Regions from separate parts of the Mus musculus genome. Here region 2 is linked to region 1. Evidence: chromatin contacts called from public HiChIP or PLAC-seq data. All regions are on one chromosome and are shown on one strand. The core of a region is the stretch at or near the end of the contact, and the rest is flanking DNA. Distances in the headings are between cores, read along the strand shown.

Evidence for each region. HiChIP or PLAC-seq counts read pairs in DNA pulled down with a chosen protein or histone mark.
Region 2: a contact with region 1 is called in a PDX1 HiChIP or PLAC-seq map of a beta-TC-6 cell line, with 7 times the contacts expected there. The contact joins the promoter of Tmsb15l here to the enhancer-like site in region 1. A contact is called at or near these places in 2 of 39 promoter capture datasets (the 3T3-L1 cell line and hippocampal neurons), 3 of 484 Hi-C or Micro-C datasets (the AML12 cell line, Sertoli cells and nephron progenitors), 1 of 115 datasets of contacts at active chromatin or transcription factors (a beta-TC-6 cell line) and 1 of 9 other capture datasets (pancreatic islet).

The regions. Positions count from the first base shown.
Region 1 is chrX:136,898,688-136,903,918 of GRCm38.p6, reverse strand. No RefSeq gene overlaps it. Among named protein-coding and RNA genes, the nearest start is that of H2bfm, 26 kb to the left of the region's middle. Within about 2 kb of position 2,463, at least 2 of the 459 cell types and tissues checked have an H3K27ac peak or open chromatin away from gene starts, as enhancers often do.
Region 2 is chrX:136,974,920-136,980,150 of GRCm38.p6, reverse strand. It overlaps Tmsb15l (thymosin beta 15b like), which reads left to right and starts at 3,277. Exons shown (of 4, transcript NM_207267.4): 1 at 3,277-3,392; 2 at 4,649-4,753. The coding sequence starts at 4,654. Tmsb15b1 (thymosin beta 15b1) reads left to right here and starts at 3,277. Exons shown (of 3, transcript NM_001081983.1): 1 at 3,277-3,392; 2 at 4,649-4,753. The coding sequence starts at 4,654.

The DNA.
Region 1 (5,231 bases), core at 1,214-3,713:
AGCTTGTACAAACGCCAATTATTTTATTTACTTCTGGACCATGGTCAGTTTCACAGATAGTCTCAAAAGTACCAAAGTAGGTGTGATTTTTGGGGATGAAATTGAGAACTGTCTAGGCATGTGCAAAATAAATCTGGGACAAAATATGATTACCTTAGTCATGTCAACATTTAACCCAGCATTCAGGAGGCAGAAATCAGGCAGATTTCTATGAATTCAAGGCCAGCTTGGTCTACAGAGTGAGTTCCAGGACAGCCAGGGCTACATAGAGAAATGCTGTCTCATCCCCACCAAAGCAAATATGAATTACATATGTACCCGTATATGGTGTTCAGCAGGTGTTTACCATGTATTCCCACTGGAGTCAGCCACACTTCCCTTTTATGTTTAAAATGGTTGAGACTAGGGTGAATGAGAAAGGGTCAAGGAAAATGGATGGAGAGAAAAGCTCTCTGGCATTAAAAAGGCTTTGAATGTACTTCCTGTTTTCACGGGCATGGCAATAATTTATGACTCAGGCAAATGAATTCCAATGCTTTTATTCTGTCCAATACTATAAATTGAATGGAAGATGTCATTGTAGCTGTCACCATTGTAGATTCAAGAACCAAATTACTTGGTAGCCACAGGTGAGCCACACAGGGATTTAGAGATGGCATTGAAGTTTATATTCTCTTACTTATTAAAGCTTTACTTACATAATGGTAAAATTTTAAGGAGTTTATTATAGCAAGAGGCATCTGCACTCCATTATTATAACACTTAAGTTTTTAATCGAGTTTCATTATTAGAGCTGAGGGAGTTTTTATAGAACTATGATGTTGTTTGAAATAATTTATCTAGATTTTTTTGGATTGGTTTCTCAGTTTTGAATGGACCATATTCATGTCATAAGCCTAATCTGGATCAATAGAAACCTAAACACTACTGGATGCCTAATCTGTAGTTTTCCAAGAGTGTTTACTGACCTCAAAAAAAAAAATAGCTTTGAGAGTACCTAAGCTAGCTTGTAAGAAGGCAGGATCTAAGTTGAAAAGATATGCAAGAAGAGTTGATCTGTAATCAGGCTAAACTATTCTATTTCTCCTTAGCAAGGTTTCTATCCTCTCTAAACTATATCTCCTAAATGAAGCAGCCAGTGCTATAAAAAATGCACCTGGCTTATAAGCACTGTGGCCTTTCTTCCATTGTCTGAAAATAATGGAGACATCCGGCCTTCCAGGCAGAATCTTACAGCTAGTTCTTACAGTGAGGTAAATTTGGGATAAATTGATGAAAATATCACCTTTCATAGGAGATTTAACAACAACAAGAGTACTGTTCAGAAATATGTCTTTGATTTTATTTCCCAATTCTCAACCTGCAATGATTTTTCCAACAGGAAATAAAATGGAGGGCCATTTGTTTCCCAGTTGACCACACAGTTTGGTCCATAGGATAATACTAGTTTGTATAGATTTTCACTGAATCCAATTAATCATGCTATAGGACCATTATCTTTCAACTTCTGAATTACAACATTACAATTCCTGATTCTAACGGAATTCTTGTTATTCTTTATCACCAAAACTTTCAAGAACAATGAAGTATGAAATTTATTTTTCTGTATTTATTTGGATGCTGTTATATAATGTGAGATTCATGAAAAAGAGATAAAATTCTATTTATTAGTAAAGGAAAACACTAGTCGGAGAGCCTTGGTTCTTTAAGGATATCAAGAAGAATGATTAAATATTTACCTTTAGTATATTGCATTAAAAGAGTAGATGTCTGAGATTTATAAAAGATGCATGTTATTTTGGTGGATAATGAAAATTTCCATCTTTTACTTAAAAGTGAAGCAGCATTTTTATCTTTCAAGGCTGTTGAAAATTGCCACTTGATCTTATGGGAGATAATGATCCACTGTCTCAAATTTGATTTCAGTTATATTTACCTATAAAAATATTACTTACCTTGCAAACTCCAGTCCCTTTCAGTCCACTGGCATGAAATTGTGTTTGGTCTACACAACCTGTGGTTGTTCTTCTCAACATGAAAAGAATTTCATTTGGATTTCTATATGCAGTTAATTATATTCTTCTTTCTGTTATAGTTACTTATATGAGTTCTTGGCTTGGAAGTTCCCAAAGCAAACCAATCACCCTTTGCTTGGATTTGGGGTACTCTCTCCCTGAGGGTGGCTATGATCAAAATACAATGTATGCATCTGCAAAATTCTCAAAGAAAAATAAAAATGTATTTTCAAACATTTAAATATGAGAGATTTGATTCATTTAAAGCTCCTTAGCCATTACACAAAGGCTTTAACTTTCCCAGCTTTCAACTTCCTTTCATTCTCCCATTAACCTCTCCCTATCTTTCCATAGGTTACAGATTTATTGAACCAATCCATTACATCCCCCAACCAAGCCATTACCGCTAATTTTCTAAGCAGAGCAGTTCAACTCTAGGCTTCGCCCAACCATGCTGTAATGTTTGAGCAATGAAAACACCTAGATGGGTATTTGGCTAAAACAAACACAATTTCTTTCTCTGAGAGAAAAATTCACAGTTATTTAACTATAAAACTGACACTTTCATTTTTTCCTATATTAGTTAGTCATGTTGTTTTGCAAGCATGAATTGATGAGCACCTGGTCTAATAGAGCCGTAATATGATCAAAAACAGAGGAACAGATGTGGGGTACATTAGGTGAGAAAAACAAACCAACAAACTATGATGACTCTGTAGATATGGAGAGGGAAGAGGTCTATACACCATCAGTGTTTGCAGCCTGAGCAATTAAGGACCTCCACCTCCACCCCCGCCCTTTTTGTTTTTTGGGTTTTCACAAGACACCATTTTACTTTTGTCCTGGTTTGCAAAGGTTCCCATTTTAAAATAGAGAATACCAAAATACTGACATATTCCTCTTATCATTCTCCGTTCTTATGTCCTTTTTTGAATGGCTATAAAGCTGTAATTTAAAATGGACAAAAAGACTGAACATGGAGCAGAACTTTAATCCCCTGAACTTGAGGCAGGTGGATGCCTATAAGATCAAGACCAACACTGTGAGACCCTGTCTCAAAGAAAACCCCACAAAACAACAACAACAAAACAAAACAAAAGCAAATAATTACAAAAAAGCCTTAAAAAAAAAGAACCCATGGGCACACTTGTGAAAGAACACTTGTGAAATGTTTATGTCAGCCTCCTGAAGAATATACTAGACATTCTATGGAGGCTTTCAAGAAACCAGTTAGTTCACTTTGAGTATTCAATATCTTTTGTGGTAGTGTTTATTCTGTGGCTTCTGGAACCAGAATGATCCTTGCTTTTCTGATTTTTTGCCCTATGATTGATTTTATTTTTTTTATTATTTTTTATTAGGTATTTTCCTCGTTTACATTTCCAATGCTATCCCAAAAGTCCCCCATACCCACCCCCACAATTCCCTACCCACCCACTCCCCCTTTTTGGCCCTGGTGTTCCCCTATACTGGGGCATATAAAGTTTGCAAGTCCAATGGGCCTCTCTTTGCAGTGATGGCCGACTAGGCCATCTTTTGATACATATGCAGCTAGAGACAAGAGCTCCGGGGTACTTGTTAGTTCATATTGTTGTTCCATCTATAGGGTTGCAGATCCCTTTAGCTCCTTGGGTACTTTCTCTAGCTCCTCCATTGGGGGCCGTGTGACCCATCCATTAGCTGACTGTGATCATCCACTTCTGTGTTTGCTAGGCCCCGGCATAGTCTCACAAGAGACAGCTATATCTGGGTCCTTTCAGCAAAATCTTGCTAGTGTATGCAATGGTGTCAGCGTTTGGAAGCTGATTATGGTATGGATCCCTGGATATGGCAATCACTAGATGGTCCATCCTTTCGTCACAGCTCCAAATTTTGTCTCTGTAACTCCTTCCATGGGTGTTTTGTTCCCATTTCTAAGACAGGGTTAAGTGTCCACACTTTGGTCTTCCTTCTTCTTGAGTTTCATGTGTTTTTCACAAATTGTATCTTATATCTTGGGTATTCTAAGTTTCTGGGCTAATATCAGTGAGTACATATTGTGAGAGTTCCTTTGTGATTGTGTTACCTCACTCAGGATGATGCCCTCCAGGTCCATCCATTTGCCTAGGAATTTCATAAATTCATTCTTTTTAATAGCTGAGTAGTACTCCATTGTGTGAATGTACCACATTTTTTGTATCCATTCCTCTATTGAGGGGCATATGGGTTCTTTCCAGCTTCTGGCTATTATAAATAAGGCTGCTATGAACATAGTGGAAGATGTTTCTTTCTTACTAGTTGGAACATCTTCTGGATATATGCCCAGGAGAGGTATTGCTGGATCCTCCGGTAGTACTATGTCCAATTTTCTGAGGAACCGCCAGACTGATTTCCAGAGTGGTTGTACAAGCTTGCAATCCCACCAACAATGGAGGAGTGTTCCTCTTTCTCCACATCCTCGCCAGCATCTGCTGTCACCTGAATTTTTTATCTTAGCCATTCTGACTGGAGTGAAGTGGAATCTCAGGGTTGTTTTGATTTGCATTTCCCTGATGATTAAGGATGCTGAACATTTTTTCAGGTGCTTCTCTGCCATTTGGTATTCCTCAGGTGAGAATTCTTTGTTCAGCTCTGAGCCCCATTTTTTAATGGGGTTATTTGATTTTCTAGAGTCCACCTTCTTGAGTTCTTTATATATATTGGATATTAGTCCCCTATCCGATTTGGGATAGGTAAAGATCCTTTCCCAATCTGTTGGTGGCCTTTTTGTCTTATTGACGGTGTCTTTTGCCTTGCAGAAACTTTGCATCAGTCCTATATCCCCTAAAGAAATAGAAGCAGTCATTAATAGTCTCCCAACCAAAAAAAGCCCAGGACCAGGTGGGTTTAGTGCAGAGTTCTATCAGACCTTCAATGAAGATCTAATTCCAGTTCTTCACAAACTATTCCACAAAATAGAAACGGAAGGTACTCTACCCAACTCATTCTATGAAGCCACAATTACTCTGATACCTAAACCACAAAAAGACCCAACAAAGATAGAGAACTTCAGACCAATTTCTCTTATGAATATCGATGCAAAAATACTCAATAAAGTTCTTGCTAACCGAATCCAAGAACACATCACAACAATCATCCATCCTGACCAAGTAGGTTTCATCCCAGGGATGCAGGGATGGTTCAATATACGGAAATCCATCAACGTAATTCAGTATATAAACAAACTCAAAGACAAAA
Region 2 (5,231 bases), core at 2,028-4,527, 75 kb before region 1:
GTCTGTGTATAGCCTTGGCTGTTCTGGAACTCACTTTGTAGACCAGGCTGGCTTGAAGTTAGAAATCTGCCTGCCTCTCCTCCCAAGTGCTGGGAATAAAGGTGTGTGCCACCACTGTCTGGCTTCCTCTCTGCATTATTGATAGAAAATCTTTGCTGGGAATTACATAGGTATTGACCGTGTGTGGCTCTCTTCCTTGTTGTACATTTGACCAATACAGTATAACAATCCGTTGCAGAGCACTTAAACTTGTATTAGACTTTATAAGTAAACTAGCAATGATTTAAAATATGTGGGATAGAGCAGGGCATGGTGCCACATATCTTTACTTCCCTTCCTGAGGATGGGAGGGTAGGAGGATCAAGGGTTCAAGGCCACCCAAGGCTACATTGTTCCAGGACAGACTGGGCTGTATGAGATGGTGACTCAATTCCTCTTCCTTCCCTACAAAATGAAAAATAAACCTAAATAAAAACAAAACAATAAACATATTATGTCGGAAGTGTCATGCCAATACAATTATACAAGTTTGGAAAATATGGTACTTCAGAAGTGACTAGTTTGGGTATTCCCACAGAGTCCTGGAACCAAATCTCCATGAATGGTGATGGATATCAACGCTTGTCCATTCAAGGAAGTACAATACACACCCATACAAAGAAAGGCGAATGAGAACAGCAGCGAGTTGTGCTTATGTCTAACTTCCAAGAGAAAATATTTTTCACAAAGTTGTGTCACAAACTAGGGAGAAATGATCAGCACTATTCCCCAAAATCTTATGCATAATGCTTAAAGAACATCTATGTATTCTTAACTCAGATCGACCTGTTAACATTTCATCTCATTTGCTATACTATATGAGCATGCATTCTCTATACACAGGGAAACACTTATTGCTAGACAGAAAACTGCATGCTCGCGCGTGCGTGTGTGCACGTGCGCGCGCGCGCACGCACACCCACACACAGACACACACACACACACACCCTACTTTTTTGAGACAGAGTCTCTCTGTGTAGCGATTGCGGTCCTATAACTTACTCTATAGTTCAGGCTGGCAGCCAGGCAGTAGTGGTGCATGCTTTTAATCATAGCACTCGTGAGGCTAAGGCAGGCAGATCACTAAATTCGATTGAGGCTAACCTGGTGTACAGTGTGAGTTCCAGGATACCCAGGACTACAGAGAGAAAATTTCAAAAAACAAAGCATAATAAACAAAGAAAAGATAGACCAGGTTTGTTAGGTGTGCACACTTTCAATGTAACTGAATGCTGCCTAACATTTATGCCTCACACACAGATTTCTACCCTGCCAATCCATGTTCAACAGTTCCTGTTGCTCCACCTGCAGGCCAGCAGCAGGCACTACCTGACATTAGTTTTCCAACCCAGTGCCAGTAAAATGAAGTCTCATGATTTGATTTTCCTGATTGTTAATAATGCTGAGCATATTTACATATGCCAGTTGGACATTAGGATCTCTTCTTTTGTTAATCATGTATTCAAGACATTTTCAGGTTTCTTGTTGAGTTTTGTCAGTTTTTCCAATTAATTATGGGAGTTATTTGTTCTCACTTCAATCCTTTGTGTGTTCTCTTTACAGTGTCTGTGTGTTTCCTGAAGAGCAATCTTCTTTGAATAGATAGCCTTAGTTTTTTCTTTCACATTTACTTCTCTAAATATATTTGGAATTGACTTCACGTGAAATGTGAGGATGGGGGCTGGAGGTGAGAGTGCATTCTTAGCATGTGCAAGGCCCCAGGTTCAACCCTAGCATGTAAACACTATGAGGCTAGATGTTCACTTTCAAATTTTCTAGATAAATATTCAGGTATCCTTATATCATTTGTTGACAAGCCTTTTTCTCCATATTCATTTATAACAAAATACTATCAAATATGGAGCATTTGTATATCCTGAGTCAACTGTCTCACAGTTCTCTATGTCTATGTCTGGGCTATGTTGCCATTGCTTAATGTTGTCTCTTCAATATAATTCCTGGCTCAGGTGGGGAAAGGATGGAGGGAGAGAGTACTGAGATCGGGCGAGGGGCTTCTCTGGGATGAGCTAGAGACCTAGGGCGATGGAAACTCCTGGGAATCTATGAAGGTGACCTTAGCTAAAACTCCTTGCAATGTGGGATATAGAGCCTGAGCTGCCATCTCCTGGAACCAGGTGAGACTTCCAATGGGGAGACTGGGACACCAACCCAGCCACATACCTTTATACCTATAATTTGTCCTGCCTACAAGATGTGCAGGGGGAAAAGATGGAGCCAGTATATGCCCAGGAGTAGGGCCATCTGCTGGAACATGTGTAACCTCTCAGGGACCTCACCTTTCAAGAAAACTGCATCTCTCTTTCCAAACAACTGTCAACTGTCAGTACTTCTCAGCTAGGGGCAGGACTTCTGGTGCTCCTTACACCCCTGGCCACGCTGAGATATGGTCTTATTTTAATTTTGATCAAGTTATGTACCTGTAATCACATCTGTTCAAAAAACACTGTAGTAGTCCAGTGCCTCTAGCTCTTAAAAATCGTTCAGCCCCTCTTCTGGGAAAACCCCTAAGCCTTGTGAGGAGGTAACTGCAGTTTCCATCTTCTGTTTCTTGTGCATCAACCAAAGTTCTAAGTGAAAACTAGTGTCTGTAGATGGCCTTGTGCTTATTCTAAAGTAGTTCTTCTCCTGGTCAATGGCACAAAAAGTCTAAACTGTCACATGAGTACATAGGCAATGTTCAGGAATGCATGGCCCTGAACCACTGACTCTCACGTCTGCATTACGAGCAGAGCAGAGATTAGACAGAGGTTACTGAGCATCTGTTCAAACAGCAACAACAACAACAACAAAAGCAACAACAACAACTGTAACAACAACAACAAGAACAACAAAAGCAACAACAAGAATGCAGGGTACAACTCATTCAGTTTGGCCCCCGATGTCCAGATATTAAAATTTAACTGGGTAAGGTGTAGCTGTTTAATGTGAGGCTTCTAAATCGGCGGAGGAAAGACTGCATTTGTAAAGAAGGAATTGTGAACCCCAGGGCTAAAGCTGTGGAAGAGAAGGGGAACTGACCCTTGCCAATCATTATCTCTTAGGCATCATCAAGCCATGCTATAGGTGGGCTGCAGGTAAACAGAACAGAGACAGCCACCCAGAACACTAGACCTGAGGAGGGGGCGTGTCAAGCCAAGATGTGTCCAATCAGGGACGCCTGTGTAGGGATTACGTTTAGACCTTCTGTTCAATCATAGAGGGGATGGGCGGGATATAGGGGCGGGACCCGTGGCAGAGTTAATCAGTTGGTCACTGCACTCCTGAGCACAGTCCTGATCCAGAGGTAACTGTGGACATAACTGCTGGCCTGAAGGGAGCCTTGGAACCGGCAGGTGAGTATCTCCCCTGGCATTTGCGGGACCAAGCACAGTGGCGACTGCTAGTGCTTGCTCTATCGTCTTTGTGTTTTCAGGCAGACCAAGCTGTCTGCTCACCCGAGTTTACAGATTTCCCTGTTTCTAGCCGGTGCAGAGCATAGTCCTGGTAGTGGTGGTGGTGGTGGTGATGGTGGTGGTGTCCCCACCCTGGGAGGTTCAGAGGGACCAGCAGCTTCGAGGAGTTAGTGAAGGCTGGAAGTAGGGTTTGGTTGGGTGGGAAAGGGACTTTTAGGGTTGTGGTTCTCGCCCCTCTGTCCCGCCCTGTGGTTACAAAGTTGTGAATCCCAGTTTTTCTGGCTTTCAGCATAAAAGAGGGCCTTCGGGTATCCTTGATTGAATGACATTGTGTTTGGCCATGTGGAAGCTTTGAAGATAACGATTCTCCACTATACTTTGGTTAACAGATTGTGTCCTGCCCCACTGGGGTGATACAGAAGATTTCTGCCTTCTGACCTTTGGGGTCTTTTCCTATTGTTCCTTTCCTGATCCACTTGTGAAATTCAGAAGATGCCAGGGATGGCTCCATGTGTACCTTGCTTTCCTACCTAGTAACAGTGAAAACTGTGAAGTAGAACTTAACTCTCTTTGGCTTACTTGACTCTGCTAAAGTTCTGAGTCTCAACCTGTTTATCTTCCCCCCCCCCCCTTACATGTTTATTAAGGCTACAAGAAGATATTGTGTGAGACTTGTATTCGCCTTTCATTCCTACTCTAATGGTTAATATACCAGCTTTCATCATCCTTTAGAAGTCAGTACAGTGTTGTTTGACATTTTTTCTGCATGATGCTCACCACCATTCCCAAATACCCTAAAAGTAACTGCCTAGAAGGTGAAAATGCTCAGATAGTCCCTCACGTCTTCCCTAGTCAAATCTAGCCCTTATTTGCTCTTCTATTCTTATCTGCTAATTTTTGTCATTTCTATTTTGCCTTTGCTGGGAATTTTAAAGTGAGCCACACCCCCACGTCTCCACAGCCAGTTTCTAGAGTATCTTGCTTTCTTGAACATCTTTGTCTGCTGTCATTTACTTTCACCAGAAATGAGCTAATGCATTGCAATCAGAAGACTCTAAGACAAACATGACTTTCTAAGATCCGTTGTTTTGGAAAACAGCATGCAAAACATTCACTGATAGTAAATGAATGTTTTTACTGTGACTCTTAATCTGATCATGGTTCTAGTGGGCAACTTTGTTTTGTCTTTCTTATAGACAAGATGAGCGATAAACCAGACTTGTCAGAAGTTGAAACGTTTGACAAATCAAAGTTGAAGAAAACTAATACTGAAGTAAAAAATACTCTTCCGTCGAATGAAAGTAAGTCATGGGGTTTCTAGTAGGGAAAGTTGCTGTAGTCAGTCAACAAACCTATGTTATGTTCTTTTACAGTTTTCATGAGTAAATAATATCTTACCAGACTTAATAGTTTAAAATATCCAGTAGCTGATTCTGTTACTGGGGATATGTAAGTGCTTCCTGCATAACAAACATCAGTAGTATAAAGAAACAAAAGCTATTTTCTGTTGAAAATTATGAAACTCACATTAAAATTAACCTTGAAATAATTGACAAAAAAAAAAAAGCCAACCAAACAACAACAACCAAAACCCAGGGATATACACTTGTAATCGTGGTGTTTGCTGCCTTGACAAGGTTGAGTGTGATCTTGTCCCCCTAGTGGACTGTGCCAGTGCTTCTGACCTTTTGTAAATGGAGTGACTTCAGATCTCGAATATGCTTGCTGCCCCCAGACGCAGAGGTTTGCTGCTGTTCCCCAGATTTTCAGCTTCCTGGA